Linked DNA regions of Rattus norvegicus: all the other regions are linked to region 2. A link is a contact called in public Hi-C data. All regions are on one chromosome and are shown on one strand. Each heading gives the region's core, a stretch centred on a gene start, on an enhancer-like site or on the middle of the called end of the contact. The rest is flanking DNA. Distances are from core to core; before and after follow the strand shown.

The links. Hi-C and Micro-C count contacts between places; a contact is called where the count stands out from the background.
Region 1: a Hi-C map of the A7r5 cell line shows a contact between it and region 2, with 10 times the contacts expected there. The contact joins two enhancer-like sites. A contact is called at or near these places in 11 of 12 Hi-C or Micro-C datasets (the A7r5 cell line, the Rat2 cell line, Schwann cells and 7 more) and 1 of 1 datasets of contacts at active chromatin or transcription factors (oligodendrocytes).
Region 3: a Hi-C map of the A7r5 cell line shows a contact between it and region 2, with 6 times the contacts expected there. The contact joins the promoter of Col6a3 here to the enhancer-like site in region 2. A contact is called at or near these places in 2 of 12 Hi-C or Micro-C datasets (the A7r5 cell line and Schwann cells).

Annotation. Positions count from the first base shown.
Region 1 is chr9:98,639,027-98,641,726 of GRCr8, reverse strand. No RefSeq gene overlaps it. Among named protein-coding and RNA genes, the nearest start is that of Cops8, 15 kb to the left of the region's middle. Within about 2 kb of position 1,351, at least 8 of the 93 cell types and tissues checked have an H3K27ac peak or open chromatin away from gene starts, as enhancers often do. A contact at or near this core is called in the A7r5 cell line, where this site is marked.
Region 2 is chr9:98,101,006-98,103,705 of GRCr8, reverse strand. It overlaps Iqca1 (IQ motif containing with AAA domain 1), which reads left to right. Exons shown (of 19, transcript XM_017596905.3): 14 at 1,082-1,189. All of the region lies in intron 6 of LOC102554789 (a long non-coding RNA gene), which reads right to left. Among named protein-coding and RNA genes, the nearest start is that of Asb18, 59 kb to the right of the region's middle. Within about 2 kb of position 1,250, at least 5 of the 93 cell types and tissues checked have an H3K27ac peak or open chromatin away from gene starts, as enhancers often do. A contact at or near this core is called in the A7r5 cell line, where this site is marked.
Region 3 is chr9:98,885,602-98,888,301 of GRCr8, reverse strand. It overlaps Col6a3 (collagen type VI alpha 3 chain), which reads left to right and starts at 1,344. Exons shown (of 44, transcript NM_001427497.1): 1 at 1,344-1,529.

The DNA of each region.
Region 1 (2,700 bases), core at 102-2,601, 540 kb before region 2:
TCTGTTTGTGGCAAAAAGGTAAGAAAATATGATGTTTTCTCCATGTTGCCTCAAAAGGGTGTCTTTTTAAGCTGTGTGTGTGTGACATTTGAAAAAAAAAAAAGGCAGAAAGATCCTGGGCTACGTAGTGAGTTCATCCTTGGCTACTTAGTGAGTTCAAGGCCAGGCTGGACTATGTGAGACCATACCTTGCTCAAACCAGAATAGAAAGTAGGAAGGGACTGTGTCCTGTGTGTGGGGGGCAGGAGCCAGGGAAGGGGGCTAGATACAACTCCAGGTTCCCCACAGCCATGGGATGAATCAGATTCTCTCTGTCCTTAGCTTCCTCTCTGTTTTTAATTTGAAAACATTTTAAAAGTTGCCTTAACACTTTCAAGGTAAAATTCTGGAGTTTGAGAATTAGCAATACCCACCTGTCATTGTGGCAACCACACTTACCTGGGCTCCCAGGGCGCTGGAGGTTGGAGGGATGGAGGCACCTGTGGAGAAAGTGTAGCTCCATGGATTGTGGGACCCGGTTTAATTCCCTAGCAAAGCTGTTACCATGAGTTTGTGGACAGAGGAGTAAAGGACACTTGCAGAGATAAGACAGGAGAAGCAAACTGCAGCGCTCCAAGCATCTCTGTCCTGTCTCCTGTCCTGTGGTCCACTTCATGCTGCCCCACGCCCGTGACTTAGAGCTTTAAGTAGGAAGATCACAGCTGGTTGTTTTCAATAGGAGCTCAGCAGGACAGAGCGATATAGGAGGTGGGTGCGATATGAAGCCATTCTCCACCTGCAAGCAGAAGGCTGGATAGTGCTTCTAGCTCAAACCCCAAACCTTCCCGTTATAGGTCTGGAGTGTTCTATGAAACTGACTGAAGCATCCTTTTCCGTGGATTGCCCAGGAGGATAGGGACTCACTATCCTCTTACTTTTTACCTTTTGTAAAGTCCCTCTTACTTTTACCTTTTGTATAGTCTTTTGGGATTTCCCAGAGGCACTTTAAACAAGATGCACAGGTCTTTTCTCTTCTGCTTTAGTTTGCTTTCTGATGCTAGAACAAAATACTGGAGGCGAGAACATTATCACGACAAAAAGGTTTATTTCAGCTTACAGTTTGAGATGTTGTCTGTAAACTCTTATAACAGCTTTGCTTGGGAACTGGGGTGGCTCTGGGATGGGCCTGGGCTCTAAGGTGGGGATGGCAGAATAGGGTGGGTTTAACATGAGTATGCAAGTGTGAGAGGCCAGGAGAGGAGAGGCTGAAGAGCTGGAGTTTGGTAATGGGTTTTACTACCAGCCTCAGACCATTACTTCCTGCTCCTGGGAAATATGAAAGGTACCACAAGGTGGCGCTCATCACAAAGTCTCTGACCAGGCACAGATCAGTCAAGGAAAGACTAGTTCTGGATTTGCAAAAGCAAGGCAGACAAAGGCGGTTAGACTCCCCCTAAAATTTGATTGGTACGATTCCTAGTTCAGCTGAGGCTGAAGAGTTGTCATCTTTAGGAGTGACCTTCAGTCTGGGAGTGTGTACAGACACAGATACATGTGTATATACACACTTATGCACTCAGACGCATCCTCTCATACTAATACATGTGCACATGCACACAGGGCACTAGAAGAGGGTAAGAGCCAGGCTGTGGTACCTCAAGTCATCCTGTGACTTTGTTCTAGTCCTCAAACTACAGGCCCATGGAGGGGTTGAGTTTCATGCAAAAGTTCCCCCCTTTCTATACACTTGCTGCTTATGCTGCTGGCCACCTCCCCGTCCATGGTCCCTGATTGTCCCACCAAGACACGTACCAAGGCTTCAGACAATAAGAACCACAGAGACTTTCCAGGGTCTAGTGTGTGGCCCTGAGGACACAGCAGGGAGGAAAAACAGTGCACTTGGGAGACGCATGTAGCCCGGAAGGAATTCAGACCTGATGGTTGGAAACATCTTCTGGAAACTCATTTAAACAGCACAGTGTTACTGTTTCCTCCTGTTAGCCTGTGGAGTGAGTGTCCTTTGGGTTTGGGAGTTTGTCTCATCTTGAAATACTAACTTCTGGTGTGTCTCAGACACTCCCACAGGGTCCCCTAATTCTTGTGGCCAGGTTCTTCCTTGAGACCTACGTGGTGTCTCTGGGGAGGACTACCTTTGTGAGGCTACCATTCCCGTGAGTGTATCCCTAACTTCCCCACACTGAGCACCTCTGACACGGTCAGAGTCTATGTCTGAGCTACTTGGCTCCACAGTCCATGGAGCTGAGAGGATCTGCTCTGAAGACCTGGGCCCACCTCACACTAACACCACACTGGTCTCTCACCTCAGTGAACAAAGCAGAACTGTGCAGCGAGTCCCCAGCCTTACCTATGAGTCTGCCTTTCACCACAGGGCTTCAAGGACACCACACAGGACCTGAGGGGCAGGTGGTCTTGGGTAGGACAAAGTGTGAGAGGTCAGAGACACCCAGGCATCACCTTGCATCACCAGGCATCAGAGCCAGCGGGACCTACAGGACTGCAGAGGCCCAGCTCTGAGCATGACCTCTGCTCTTGTTTTATCTCAGTCCTGAACTGTCCTCTGTGTCCCCACGGCTGTGGGATCAGGACCACATTTTAGCACGTGCCACAGAACTGGTCTCAGACGTGAGGCTTTGTTTCATTGCCAAACCGTTATGTAGTTAGAGAACTAAATTGTTCATGTTCCTAAATGTTTTACATGGT
Region 2 (2,700 bases), core at 1-2,500:
AGCCAAACTAATTTTCTTGGTGACCTTATCTAAATGAGTTAGAAAATAACACTTCAGATTTATGGCTAGTTACAATTAAGCCCTTTGATATCTTTAATTAAACCTGTAGAGATTTATCTCTATATTATTCCTTTGGTAACCCTTTAAAAATGATAAAAATGTAAATTAATATTACCCTCAACAGGAGCTGTTTCTATTTGTCCTAAATTAGACTCAGACCCTTCCTTTCACACTGCACTGCTCAGGCACACATTCCACATGGACCTTAAATAATTTATGGTGGAACTTTCCACCAATGTTAGACGGAATCTTTTAGAGTCTGAAAAAAAAAACTGCAATATTTTAGTTTCTTTGTACGTCACTCAGAACTTCATCTCACTTCACACAGCCCAATGGTTATTTTTTTTTCTTTTTCTCTTTAAGTGATTCTGAGTGACAAGGCCAAGGCCCCTGGAACATGCGAGGCAGACAGTATTTTCCCCCCATAGGAGATGATTGTAACAGTTCATGTAATTTGCCTTTTATCACAACTGGTATAGCCGTGCTTTCTTGCCTGGTTTTTCTTCAAACCTTCTCTAAGAAAAGATGCCCTGGGTTCTTTCTGTGGCAGTGATTTTAAAGAACAAACAAACAGACAAAAAACACCTCTCTGACCAAAGGCAACTTGGGGAAGAAAGCGATCATTTGATTTATGCATCCAGGTCACAATTCATCATTGACCGGAGTCAGGGCAGGAAACCAAAGCAAGAACCACTGCTCCCTGGCTCTCTGTTCTGGCTTTTGCTCACTCGCTCACCCATGCTTGGCTAGCTTTCTTACACAGCCAGGACCACCTGCCAAGGGATGGCGCCGCCCACCATGGGCCAAGCCTTCCTACACCAACTGTCATAACAGGTCAATCCTTGATCAAGGCGTTCCTCTGCAATGACTCTAGGCTGTGTCAGGTTCACAGTTAAATATGAGTAGAACAGACACACCCACCAATGGTAGCTCTCCCCTGTAGTGTTTGCATTCTCTGGCCTTTCATTTTTCAGACCACCACGGTCTCCCATCCACTCATCCATGTTTCCTTCCTCCCTAGGTGAGTACAGCTACCTGGGGACGACTCTGCGTCAGGTTGCCATAGAGCCCATGCCATCCCTCCTGGACGTCAGACAGCTCATCACCCTGTATGGAATCTTGCCTCTGGGTAAGGACTGGCGTTCCCACAAGCTCGGACAGCAGCCTCCCTCTGGCTTTGATGGTATTTCCTGTTTGGCACCAAAAGTGCTTTTCACCTTCCCAGCTGAGGATGGGAAGCCTTGTCTCACTTCCGTACAGGCCCAGCAGAGAAGGGCAGGCTGGGAAGAGAGCTTCTGTGCCATCTCCAGGTCTAGCTCACATTACAGCAACCAGCTGGAGAGATGGCCTCTGAAGTCAATGAGCTGAGAAAGCTAAGGTGGCTGCGTGCCTTCCTTCACACACTACCTTCTGTGGCTGGGTCCTGATCTCCCCCACGGTCCCTCCATCACGGTCCTTCAGACACAGCTCTAGGCTGTGCCTAGGGATGCAGGAGGCACGAAGCCCCTCCCTTCCCTCTGTTTGGTGGTGGCTGCAGGAGGGCAGCCCAACAAGAGGCAGTGCTCTGCTTGCCGCTCTGAAGCTAGAAATTACAGCTTGTTTCGCCTGCTTCGATAACTCTCTCCCGCTTTGACTTAAGAACTTATGTCTGTTGGCAGGAAAGCTCTAAGGCCTCTCCTGACATTACGTCAGAAGTCGTGAATGTGATTTGGGGGCAGTATAAATGTCCAGGCACTATATTTCACATTGCATCACACGCAAATATATTGGAGCACAAGATTTAATGTCAACAAACTCAATGTGTAACGCTCGCAGGACCAGCCTAATAAAATACATTGAGTCTCACACCTTATCGTAACATAATGGGAGTCAGGAGACGCAAGGAGCTACTATTCCTGCTCAGTGTACACTACGCGGGTCCCTTGGCTGGCTATCCCTGCTACCCATGGTTTTCCGTTCTGCCTCAAAAGGACCCCACCCCTGCATGGAGAACACCACCACCCACTCTCCCACCGCACTCTACCCTCACCCCTCGCCACACACCCCCCATCAGCAGCTGCCAGGCCCTCCTGGCCACAGAGTCAGCTGGAAAGCTGGCTCTCCTGAAAGAGTTTTATGTCACCTGTTGGGGATGCAGACACAAGTAGGACAGATGAGCCACGTGCACAGGTATGCCTCCAGGTGTGTAAACTTCACGTGTCACCCCCACCTGCACGTGAATGCAACCTGGGGAGACGCTGGCATCTGCCAACAGTTCCTGAAGCTGCCCCTTGCTCCCCAACACACACATTCATAGGAGAACCCTCATGTGGAAAGTGGCGTCCTGTCAGAAAAGGGATGAGGCACAGCCTTAGGGGACAATGATTGTTTGGATCACTTCAGTGGCAGCCTCTGGCAGAAGCCCACACAGGTTCGTTTCCACACCTGGTTGGGAAACAGAGCCCCATCCTAGGTTGCTAGGACCAGGGCTGAGGCTTCCTTGATGCCCAGGGTATAAGAGAAAGTCCAGGACTTTCCCATCAGGTCCTGGAAGAGGCAGGGGAGACAGGGAGAGTGCGTCCCTGAGTACATGTGGATCACTGTCCGAAGGTCTCTTCCTATGGTCATGTACCCTCTACAACCCTACATCTCTGGATGACA
Region 3 (2,700 bases), core at 95-2,594, 780 kb before region 2:
GCTAATTGCTGGGTTTGATATTTGAAAAGAGAGATTATTAAGCGAGGTCTCGGTTCAGAAACTTCAAGAAGAAATGGGAGGGTGTGGTGAGGGTGGAGGGGGGAGATTGCATTTCCTGTTTTTCTTTCTGATGGTGGTGGAAAACCATGGATACCCACGGAGAAATTCCAAAACTCATTCTTTTTCCTGCTAGAGGCCCTGCCCATAAAGGTGATGGGTAGAAGTGGTCAATTCACTATTTCTTTTTATAGCTATGGAAATGAGTTTAAATTTAAATTTAATTTCGTTACTTTATGTGTATGAGTGTTTTGCCTACATTTATGTCTGTGTACCATATATGCCTGGTCTTGGAGGTCTGATGAGGGTGTCAGATCCCCTGGACCTAGGTGGTTGTGAGCTCCCATGTGGGCACTGGGAACTGAACCTGGGTCCTCTGCAAGAGCTACCAGCACCCGCCCTTCCTTCCTTCCTTCCTTCCTTCCTTCCTTCCTTCCTTCCTTCCTTCCTTCCTTCCTCTTTGTTGAGATAGTTTCTCTCTGCCTTTCTTTGGAACTCGCTGATTTGACTAAATTTACTGACCAGTGAGACCCAGGGATCTGCTTTTTCCTTCCTTTTCCATGATGAGATGACTCTACACTGGCTTTTTTAAAAATGTATTTTGGGGACAGACTTCAGGTCCTCTCGCTCAGGCATTAAACATTTTATGGGCTTCAGTGGTTCTCAACCTGTGGGTTGTGACCCCGATGGGGGGGGGAGGCGTCACATATCAGATATTTACATTACAATTCATGACAGTAGCAAAATTACAGGTATGAAATGGCGATGGAATGATTTTACAGTTGGGCTCACCACAGCATGTATTAAAGAGTCGCAGATTAGGAAGGTTGAGAGCCACGGGGCTAAAGCTGTTTTCCTAGCTCTTGAGGTTCTCATCTTTACCACACTTTAGTTTTGCCTCAGTAACCTCTGATTGAAAATTATAATTCCTTCTGGCTCATGGTTGATTTCCTTTTTTTCCCCCTTCCCTTTCTTAGGGTTGGAGTTTGCAGGAGTCCAACTAAATGCTTGTAGGGAAAAGACGGCCTTCATAGGTGACATCAGCTTGCAGAGCAGGCCAGAAGCAACAGAGCCCCAGGTCTGGTTTTCATTTACAGTTTGGGTCCGTCCTACGGCAGGGAGGGGAGAAGAGGGGTCTGGAGGAAGGAAGGAGAAAGAGGAGGAGGAGAAGAAGGCAGGGGAGGAGGGAGAGAGAGGCGGGAGCGAGAGGAGGAGCAGGAGGAAGCCCTGACTGTACCCCTGGACCCTGTCCAGTTTGGAGTCCAGCTTTTCACCAAAAGCTGCTCAGTTCCCCGGGCTCCAGCTTCCAGCAAGGATTGCAACAGGAGGCTGTGCTCTCCGATCCGGGATCTTCCTCTCTTTGGTGGAGGAGGGTTGTAGGAAGAAAGCGAGCGTGAGAGAGAAATATGCATCCTGGTGAATTGTGATTGAGCTTAGAAGCCCAGGGACACACGTCTTCAGGTTTGCTCAGGGTAAGTGTGAGGTTTTGCTTGTTTGTTTCCTTTGTGGCACGAAGGAATCATACTTCAAGCAGAGGTGAGCTAGGGTCTCTTGCCATCACCCTGTCAGTCAGTATTCTGTACATATTTTCGGTTTCTGGAAGAGTCGGCTGCTCTTTCTTTCCTTTGTGGGACCTGGGTTTCTTTAACCTGCTGAAGGTCATGGACTGCTCAGTTGTGTTTAGGTTTGCTGCTGCTGGGAGTGTCCTGTGTGTCCCTGCCTGTGTCGTGTGCACTTCTGACTGTGGCGCTCTCTGCCTGCTGGTTGGTTGAAAGTCGTCTCTCTTTCCCCAGACTGGTTGCCTTGTTTGCAGAGGCATCAGGATGGGAACATAGGGCAACCTGCAGAGTGGATTCCAGAGAGATCTCATCTCTTTGGGTTCTCCAAGGGTCATGGGTAAGGTAGGGGTATACTCATCAGTGTGGAGAGGCTGGTCAGGCAAACTGCCATCTTCTGAGTTTGGAGAGATCCTGGTGCTCGTCTCTGGGCTGGGCTGGAGATACTCAGCTGCGGCCATCAGGGCTGCTTAATCTTTTCAGGAATCTGAAGTCACCCTTGCAAGATCTGTCTTTTGGGAACGCTTAAGGGAACTTCAGGCCTCAAGCGTGCAGAATGCAATACTAGGGCAACTTTCCCACTGGAGAAGGCAAGGCTCAGGACTGGGCTGCCCTGGGTTGTCCAGATGGGAGGCCTGTGCCAAGTTGGGAGGCCCAAGGGCTATTCCCTGGCCATGAGGATGCTGGGTGGGGTTCAGGCCCTCTCTCACTGAGGATGGGAGGGAGTTCACGGATAGTTGCCAGCCCACTTGGGGACCTATTTCAAGCTACTATGGGATGAATGCAAGGGTGGGGTCAACGGGAAGGGTTCATCGCAGGACTGGAGAGAGGCTGAAGGAAAAATGAATTTCACACAAACCCAGGCAAACTTAGGGACTGGTGTGGACTTCAAGAACAAGCTGTTATGAGCACAAGTGGGCACATTACACCCCAGAGGCCATTTCTCTCCCTACCAGAGCTGCCTCCAGATGAAAGCCCCAGAGTCTCAGAGCTTCAAGGGCACTCATAGGACCCGAGCATAGTTCCCAACTCCCCAGAAGGAACACAAGAAACTGAAACTAGGGAAAAGCCTTTAAAACAAAACCAT